Regions from separate parts of the Mus musculus genome. Here region 1 is linked to region 2. A link is a contact called in public HiChIP or PLAC-seq data. All regions are on one chromosome and are shown on one strand. Each heading gives the region's core, a stretch centred on a gene start, on an enhancer-like site or on the middle of the called end of the contact. The rest is flanking DNA. Distances are from core to core; before and after follow the strand shown.

Region 1 (3,880 bases), core at 1,011-3,510, 580 kb before region 2:
GTTCACGGACATCAGTTTTAGCTTCTTTTCTCTTTTCTCGGGGCTCATGCATTGTCACAGGACGTGTGAGGTTAGCCGCTTATTGTCATAGCACCTTCTACCTGTAGCAGGAAGGACAGTGTAAGCTTTCGGAAAAACAAACAACAAACAAACAAACAAACAAAAACGCTACTTGAGGGCTAGAGAGATGGCTCAGTGGTTAAGAGCACTGGCTGCTCTTCCAAAGGATCGGGGTTCAACTCCCAGCACCCACATGGCAGCTCACAATCATCTATAACCCAGTTCCAGGGGATCTGACGTCCTCACACAGACACACATGAGGACAAAACATCAACAACATCAATGTGCATAAGAAAAAAATACATAATTAGAAAATGCCACTCGAAAAGAAAATCCTCTTTAATTTCAGGAAAGCAAACACAGAAAATAAGAGTTAATCACCGTTATATAACATACAGTGCTCTGTTATGTGGCATCTAGGTTATTTGAATTTATTGATCAGTGGTAACATCCAAATAAAGATTAATTACCTCCACCACAGATTTAGGAGTTGTTAAAAGTGACCTGGGCCACGTGGCTTTAATCCCACCACTGGAGAGACCGATATAGGTGGATTTCTGTACATTTGAAGACCAGTTTAGACTATATCTATCCAAGCTTCAGGCTGGCCAGGGCTACACCGTTGAGACTCTGTCTCAAAGAAACAAAGCAAAATAAAATCCCTCAAACGAATTAAATAACTAAACAAAGTTACTTTAGACCAACAAGAAGTAGCCTGAAACTCAGGAAGTAGCTGAGGCTGGCCGGCCTTGAACTCCTAATCTTTCTGCCTGCCCCTCCTAAGTTACAGGCATAGCTCAACAACAGCTTTGGCCCACAACTTTCAGTTTATTCCTTCTTCACTCTACCCCGGAGAAAACAGTTTGAATTTGAGCCTGATTTTTTTTTTCTACAGAATTCCTAATTGTCCGAAATATACTTGGGGAAGCACCGACCACATATCATAATACCCGTGTGCAACCAAGCCACTACGGAGAACAAAGGTCAGCCGACTTCGCGGCAAGTACCTTTACCGACTCAGCCATCTCGCCAGCCCCACTGTTTTTAATTCGAAACGCTAAGGCAGCAGCCTTGTGTATCTCCTCCAGGTAACAGGAAGAAGTCATTCCAGCTTCCTGAAGGCACAGCCCAGGCTTCTGCGCCTTCCCCAAGGTCAATGGAGCAGCCTGCCTCCCAAGGCACACAGGTGAGTCGCCTTCCTCTGGAGGAGGGCCAGAAGGCGGCGCTCTAGCCCCGGGAATGTGTGCCCCGGGAGCGGTCACAGCGTCTCCCTAAGCGTGGCGACCCGCAAAAGACTGCAGGAACTCAAAGCCCTTGCACCGCCTCTTCCAATGCCTGCACCTAGACGCATCATTGTGAGATTCAGAGCACTTTTTAGCACTTCTTTGAGGAGCTTAGTTCCGATGAGAGCCTTTTCTAATTACTTGTCTAATTAAACGCTGACTTTTAATAGTTATATTTATTTTTAGAGATAGGTTCTCACTGTCGCCCTAGCTGGACTGTAACTCCTTAAGTAGTCAAAGCTAGGATCTGCCTGCCTCTGCTTTCCAAGTGCTGGGGTTAACTAAGGACATATGCCACCACGCTCAGCTGTTTATATGCTAATTTAAAAATAAATATTTATGTGAGTTTGCTTGCCTGAGTTAACATGATTAGAAGAGAACAACATCAGATCCCCTGTAGCTGGATATGGTTGTGAGCCTGTGGGTATTGGGACCAGCATTCGGTCCTCTGCAGTCCTAGATTCCCTCCCCCCCCCCCACCGCCCCCGCCCTGTGGGGTCAGGGTAAGGGTGGGGTTGAGACAGGGCTTCTCTGCGTATCCCTGGCTGGCCTAAACCCAGGCTGGCCTCGAACTCACAGAGATCCTCCTGCCTCTGCCTCTCTGCCCCTCTGCCCCTCTGCCTCTCTGCCTCTGCCGTGCTGGGAATAAAGGCAGGGGCCAATAGGGCCCCAGCTTGATTCCCTCAATTTTAAACAGCACAAGCCTCTAAATTCGGAGCAGCGGGCAACTGGCCATCCGGCGCTGACATGCCTGGGGCTAGGAGCACCTGGAGTGGCCTCAGGCCAGACCCTGCTGAGGGCCCCAGGCTGCCCAGCTGATTTGTGCAGCTGCTGCAAATCTGTCCCTGCCAATCACCTATCCCAGTGCCGTACTCTTTTGCGGCCGCATGCGCACAAGGGTCCACTAGGGGGCGCTTGCTGCTCAGGCTGAGCTCAGGGAACCCTGCGACTGGAGAGCAAGGTAGGGCAGTTTGGGCACAGCAGGATTGAGTGGCACCCAGGGCCGAGCAGCAACACTCCGCCCCTGTCTCTGCTTCTTGGCTTGGTGGCCAAGGACACCAGGCTGGGGTCAGCCTTAGGGGGATGTTTCATGGCACAAGGTGTGAATGGACCTGCACATTTCTGCCTTTCCGGGTTGCATGTATATTTTCTCCCCTGACTCCTCTTTAACAACTGAAGGCGAGGTGTGCAAGCTGTGTGTACCAGGACCAGGTCCAATCTCATCTCAGCCAGAGGGATGCCTCTGGTTTGCCTCTCATTGTCATCAAGTCTTGCGCAGTGGCCTGCAGCTACCGTGGGTGCCATTGAGCCCAGGAATTTAGCCAGTCTGAGTAATGTAGCAACAGCCCCTCCTCCCCACCCCTCAACTCCAGACGTTTTCCTGGCTTCTGGCAATCTGGTTTCTCCTCTTGGCTTAAATTAGTGGGTCGGAGGACTGGTGTCAACCTGGGCCCCTTTTGGGGTGTGGAGAAGGACGAATGACTCAGTCGTGTGTCACAGCTAAATAATTTACTCAGGGCCCTCTCTTTGGGGAGTTTCCTTCCCCGCACCCTGCTTTTGACTTCCTGCTTTGTGAAACCCTGGGAAGAGAAAGGCTGGGTTTTAATATAAGTTAATGTTTACTGTGGCGGAGACACATGTTTCTCCAAACACCTACCCTTGCGCTGTTCTCCCCACTCCCCGCTTCCTCTGAGTAAACCTCTATCCTCCAGCGAGTCTTTCAGAAATGGAGCCATGACTTGGACACGAGGGTACATTCTGAAAATCGGGAGTCTAGAGAGTAAGAAGAAGGGCAGTTGGGCCCTGTTCTTCTCCCAAAACCACATTCTTTCCTGGTTTCCAGCAGAGCCGAGCCTGTGGCAAAGGTCGGGCTTGTACACAGTAGCTGCCACAGACAGGAGTAGCGCCCCCTTTCCGGCTAGCCTCGCCCCGACCCCTTAGAGGGCTGGAGAACACAACCTTAGAGATAAGCAGAGGCAGGCTCGGTGGGGGAGAGGAAGTGGCCAGCAAGCCAGCCAGCAGAAGTGGAGAGGCAAATTCGCTGAGTTTCAACACCCAGAAAAGATGTTAAAATGGGTGGGTGGGAGACACCGTACAAAGAACACCCCTGTCAAAGCCTGCCTGGGGTTGAGGTTCTATTAATGCACACTAACAACTCCCTCAGACATTTCCTGCCAACGCCAACACATTTAAATGGTGCAAGGGTGAAAAATGGGAAAAAATATGCAAACGTTCTTTCATGACTGTGTACATTCTAGCCGGCTGGGTTATTGATGTTGCTCTGGCTTAAGCAATTCCAACCAAGATTTATGTGTGTGTGAGCTGGAGAGATGGCTCAGCTGTAAAGAGCTCTTGCAGAGGACCTGGGTTCAGTTCTCACCACCCACACAAGGGTCATGACTCAGTCACTCATATGGTGCCCACTGTAGATATGTACGGGAAAAAACACAACCGGGAAAACAAAACCAACAAAAATACCCAACACTAAATCAATCAATCAATCATCAATCAATCAATCAATTTTAAGTAAAAAGAAT
Region 2 (3,983 bases), core at 284-2,783:
GAGCCAGAGTTAACAGGTGGTTGTGAGCCATCCAGTGTGGGTGCCAGGAATTGAACTCTGGACCTCCGGAAGAATAGCAGTCGGCCCTTAACTGCTGAGGCATCTCCTCAGCCCCTTAAAGATTTATTTAATGTGTTGGGCCAAAAATCTACGGCCTAATGGGAAGACCTGAGCCTGGTTGGAGTCCAGGGACCTGCCTCGCTCACTTCTGTACTAGAGTGACTCAGCACGACCTGCTTAGGCCCGCCTTTGCCTAGCTACCGCTGATGTGGAATAACTTCATTGGCCCTGTCAGTCACCCCATACCCTCCCTCACCCTTCCCTGCCGCCTCCCTCAACCCTATATAAGCATGAGGCTGATTTAATTAAAATCAGTTCCTGCTCTGACAAGACTCCCGGCCCTGGTGTGTTTCTTTCCGGCCATGGCCATCGACACTCGCTATTCAGCTCAGCCCTGGATAGACTCCGCTGGACCCGGTCCTCTCCTCTCTCCTGGACCTGCGGGCAAAGAGCTGACATTGATGTGTATGAGTGCTTTGCCTCCATGTTTGTATGTATGCTATATGATGTTGTGCCCACAGACGCCAGAAAAAAGGCTTCCGATCCCCTGGGACTGAAGTTACAGATGGTTGTGAGCCTCCATGTGGGTGCTGGGAATCAAACCCCAGTCCTCTATAGAAGAGCAGCCAGTGCTCTTAACCACTGAACCATCTCTCCAGCCCACGGTGCCATGTTTTATTCATGTTTTCTTATTGGACCCTTCGACCAGAACCTCTGAACCTTTCAGAAAACCTATTTTTCCCCTGTTCGTATCTTCCATTCGTATCTGCTGTCTGGCGCATGACACTTACTAAGGATTTATCAGAGACAAAAATCGGATTCCCTCCTTGCTGCCATGCCCTCCCCCAGGGGACTCCAGGCCTTTTGTGGAGGCACTTCTGTGGCAGGAAGCCCAGAGGGATTAGGGAATTAGGAGGCCTGCCGGTAGCAGCTGCCTCTTCAGTCTTGCCCAGTGGCCCCACGCTCCGGAGGAGGCCAGGGTGACTGGGCAGCTGCTTGCTCTTCCGCTCCTCTTCCTCTCTTCCTCGGGAACAAATGTCACAAGCCACCCAGCAGCTGAGGAAGAAATGCTTTAGCAGAGAGGGGAGTCTGCCAATTTGAGATCCCAGAGCTGAGCCGAGCTCTCATCCAGTGCAGGAGCCCATCTGAGAGACTACCCCCAGAAGCCCCACTCTGGCCATTGTGGAAAACAAACTCAAAGGTAATGAAACATAGCCGGCGAGCGCAGCGGGCCATAATGGCCTCCGTTAGCAGATACAAGTGGCCACCGGATGATTTAGGATCTCGGATTTCTCCCTTGCCAGATGTAATGCGCTCCATTAATACTCGGAGGGTTTCAGGAAACAAACGAGACTGGCTTCAGCCTGGGATGAACGAAGATGGCCGGGAGAAGCCAGCTGAGGGGGTGTGGGAGAGAGTAACCCAGGCCCGCGCCAAGGAAGCCTGCTTGGCAGGCAGGGGTGAGATGTGCACATTTCCCAGCAGGCCGAGGTCTGGGCTGCTCTCATTAGCAGGGCATCTGCCTCATTTGGTGTGCACACGGGCTCCGTGCACTTGGGAAATCAATTCTCGAGTTCAGATGCCCCACTCCAGCTGGTGCCTGCCTGGCCCAAGGGGCAGATGGATTAATGCCTTGCCCTGATGTCAAGAAAGGACCGGAGAGAGAAGTCGGCACAAGAAAGCCCGTGTCTGTCGGGCAGCGAGGCCTCGGAGTTAGGCTCTAGTGGGAGCCAATCACAATCCAGTCATTTATTCTGCAAATGGTTGCTGAGCTGAGCACGTGACTGGGGCTGGGGTCTGTGGTAGGCCCTTGGATTCAGATCTAGCTCCTGAACTCAGGTGCCTTCCTGTCTCAGGGTGGGGTGGGGAAGACAAGTCTTTGATTCCATGTGGCCATTGTTATGTGCTCCATAGAGTGTGTGCAGAGGAAGAGTGGACAGCTAAGCCAGACCAAGGGCATGAACGAGGTGACACACACAGGAGAGAAAGCCAACATTCTTAGGACCAACAGTGTGTGCCAGGCACCCTCTTCCACCTGGGGAACAGAGGCTCAGAGAAGGTCACCTCATGTAGGAGCTACCAGAGTCCAGCCCTGGGCCACATTATCCTGACTAATGCCAGCCAAGAACAAAGGGGGGGCACCACAAGCCCATGTTTGTTACATTGTTTTAGACCCTGACCAGTTTGACATCTGGAATCCTGCTTCTTGCAGGGCCTGCCTGCAAGACTAGTAGATGCCTGCAGAAGACAAACCACTTATTGGTCAGAGGCATAGTTGAGCACTTACACTCTGTTCTAGTCACCCTAAAGGCAGGACCAGAAAAGTATCGACAGCCCCTATGCACAGAGCTCACTGGTGTGAACCAACCCCACCAACCCATCTGTCTACTGTGCTTTGACTGTTTCTTCCCACAGAGACCACAATGAAAGCTTTCTACGTCGTTCCCTCCCTCTGCCCCCTGACCAACCTAGCGCTTCCCTGTCTGGCCCCATGTGTTGTGCTGTGGCCTCTTGGGGGGATCTGTGATTAACAATAGCTTCCTAACATTCTTAGTGCCAATGGCAGCTGCCTCCTGATCCATTAGCCCGGCCGCAGATGATTAATAATACAACCCACACTTAAGAACAGGCAGAGGGAAAAGCTGGGTCATGAGACCAAGAGGGAGTCTTGCCCATTCCCTGAGCCTGTAGTATAGGGCTAGAGAAGGTGGGCAGAGGTTGGTGGGTACTTGGCAAAGACAGCCTTGCATCTTGGGGAGCCTCTTGCAGGCATGAGCTGACTCAGGTTTTGTCACGATTGTGGGAGAGTCGGAGATGGGCTCTTTGTAGAAGTCCCATTGCAACAAGAAGAGAGCCAGAACCAGGGCGGGGCAATGGTATAGCATGGAGCACACTGGGAGATAACATTGAGTTTGGTGAGATAGAATGACAGAGAGGAAGAGGTTCGGACAGACGTGCTATCCCACCAACTTGTGCTGCTAAGGCGGAGCTATACAGGAAGAGTGGAAACATATTTCTCGTGGGTTCGGAGGCTGGGAAATCCATGACTAAAGTGCTGCACCTGGTGAGGGCCTTCATGCTGCTTCGTACTAGCGTGAGAAGTGAGCCTACAAGAGAGAGGAAGAGGTCCAGGTAGCAGCCTCAACGCCTTTATAACCAGCACCAAGCTGTGCATGATGGAAGAGCTCCTATCAGGTGACCTCACAGGTCCCGCCTCCCAGCAATGCTGCACTGGGGTTTCCAATATACAAACTTTGGGAAACAGATGTGAGGTATAGCAGGGCCTGGGAGATGGGCAAATGGCATGCTGTGTAAGCCTGGGGACCTGAGTTCGGATCCCAGCACCCACACAGAGCTAGGCACACATCTATAACCCAGCACTGATGGCCTGGGAAGTCAGGCAGCTCCTGGATCTCGCTGGCAACCAGTGTAGACAACGGGTGAAGTCCAGGTTCAGAGAAACCACCTCCAAAATAAACAGTAAAACAAAACAACAAAAACAACCACAAATGAGGCTGGCGCTGGAGAGATGGCTCAGCGGTTAAGAGCACACACTGCCCCTCCAGAGGATCTGGGTTCAATTCTCAGCACCCACACGGCAGCTCACAACTGTCTATAACTCCAGCCCCAGAGGATCCAGTGCCCTCTTCTAGCCTCTGCAGGCACCAGGCACACACACAGTAAGCAGACGTGCACGCAGGCAAAACACATTACATTATAAACAAACAAATAAAAGGAAAGGCAATGGTGGAAGACATCTGAGTTTTGACTTCAGACATCCACATACCCACTTACAATCAAGTGCACTGGTGCACGCACACGCGCTCGCGTGCACACACACACACACACACACACACACACACACTAGCAGGCACAGATGTTAGCAGTACCTTCTGCGTTGTGACCTCAGAACACCCAGCAGG

The links. HiChIP or PLAC-seq counts read pairs in DNA pulled down with a chosen protein or histone mark.
Region 1: an H3K4me3 HiChIP or PLAC-seq map of neural tube shows a contact between it and region 2, with 4 times the contacts expected there. The contact joins two enhancer-like sites. A contact is called at or near these places in 2 of 39 promoter capture datasets (embryonic stem cells and liver), 5 of 15 datasets of contacts at CTCF or cohesin (the NIH/3T3 cell line, embryonic stem cells, large pre-B cells and 2 more), 13 of 484 Hi-C or Micro-C datasets (the Ba/F3 cell line, CD4 T cells, bone marrow-derived DN3 thymocytes and 9 more), 14 of 115 datasets of contacts at active chromatin or transcription factors (craniofacial prominence, differentiating embryonic stem cells, embryonic basal ganglia and 10 more) and 2 of 9 other capture datasets (liver and macrophages).

What each region holds. Positions count from the first base shown.
Region 1 is chr5:147,291,686-147,295,565 of GRCm38.p6, reverse strand. Gm35112 (a long non-coding RNA gene) reads left to right here. Exons shown (of 4, transcript XR_868711.3): 2 at 956-1,043; 3 at 1,149-1,246. Among named protein-coding and RNA genes, the nearest start is that of Gm35112, 4.4 kb to the left of the region's middle. Within about 2 kb of position 2,260, at least 69 of the 459 cell types and tissues checked have an H3K27ac peak or open chromatin away from gene starts, as enhancers often do. A contact at or near this core is called in neural tube, where this site is marked.
Region 2 is chr5:146,710,306-146,714,288 of GRCm38.p6, reverse strand. No RefSeq gene overlaps it. Among named protein-coding and RNA genes, the nearest start is that of 4930573C15Rik, 8.5 kb to the right of the region's middle. Within about 2 kb of position 1,533, at least 45 of the 459 cell types and tissues checked have an H3K27ac peak or open chromatin away from gene starts, as enhancers often do. A contact at or near this core is called in neural tube, where this site is marked.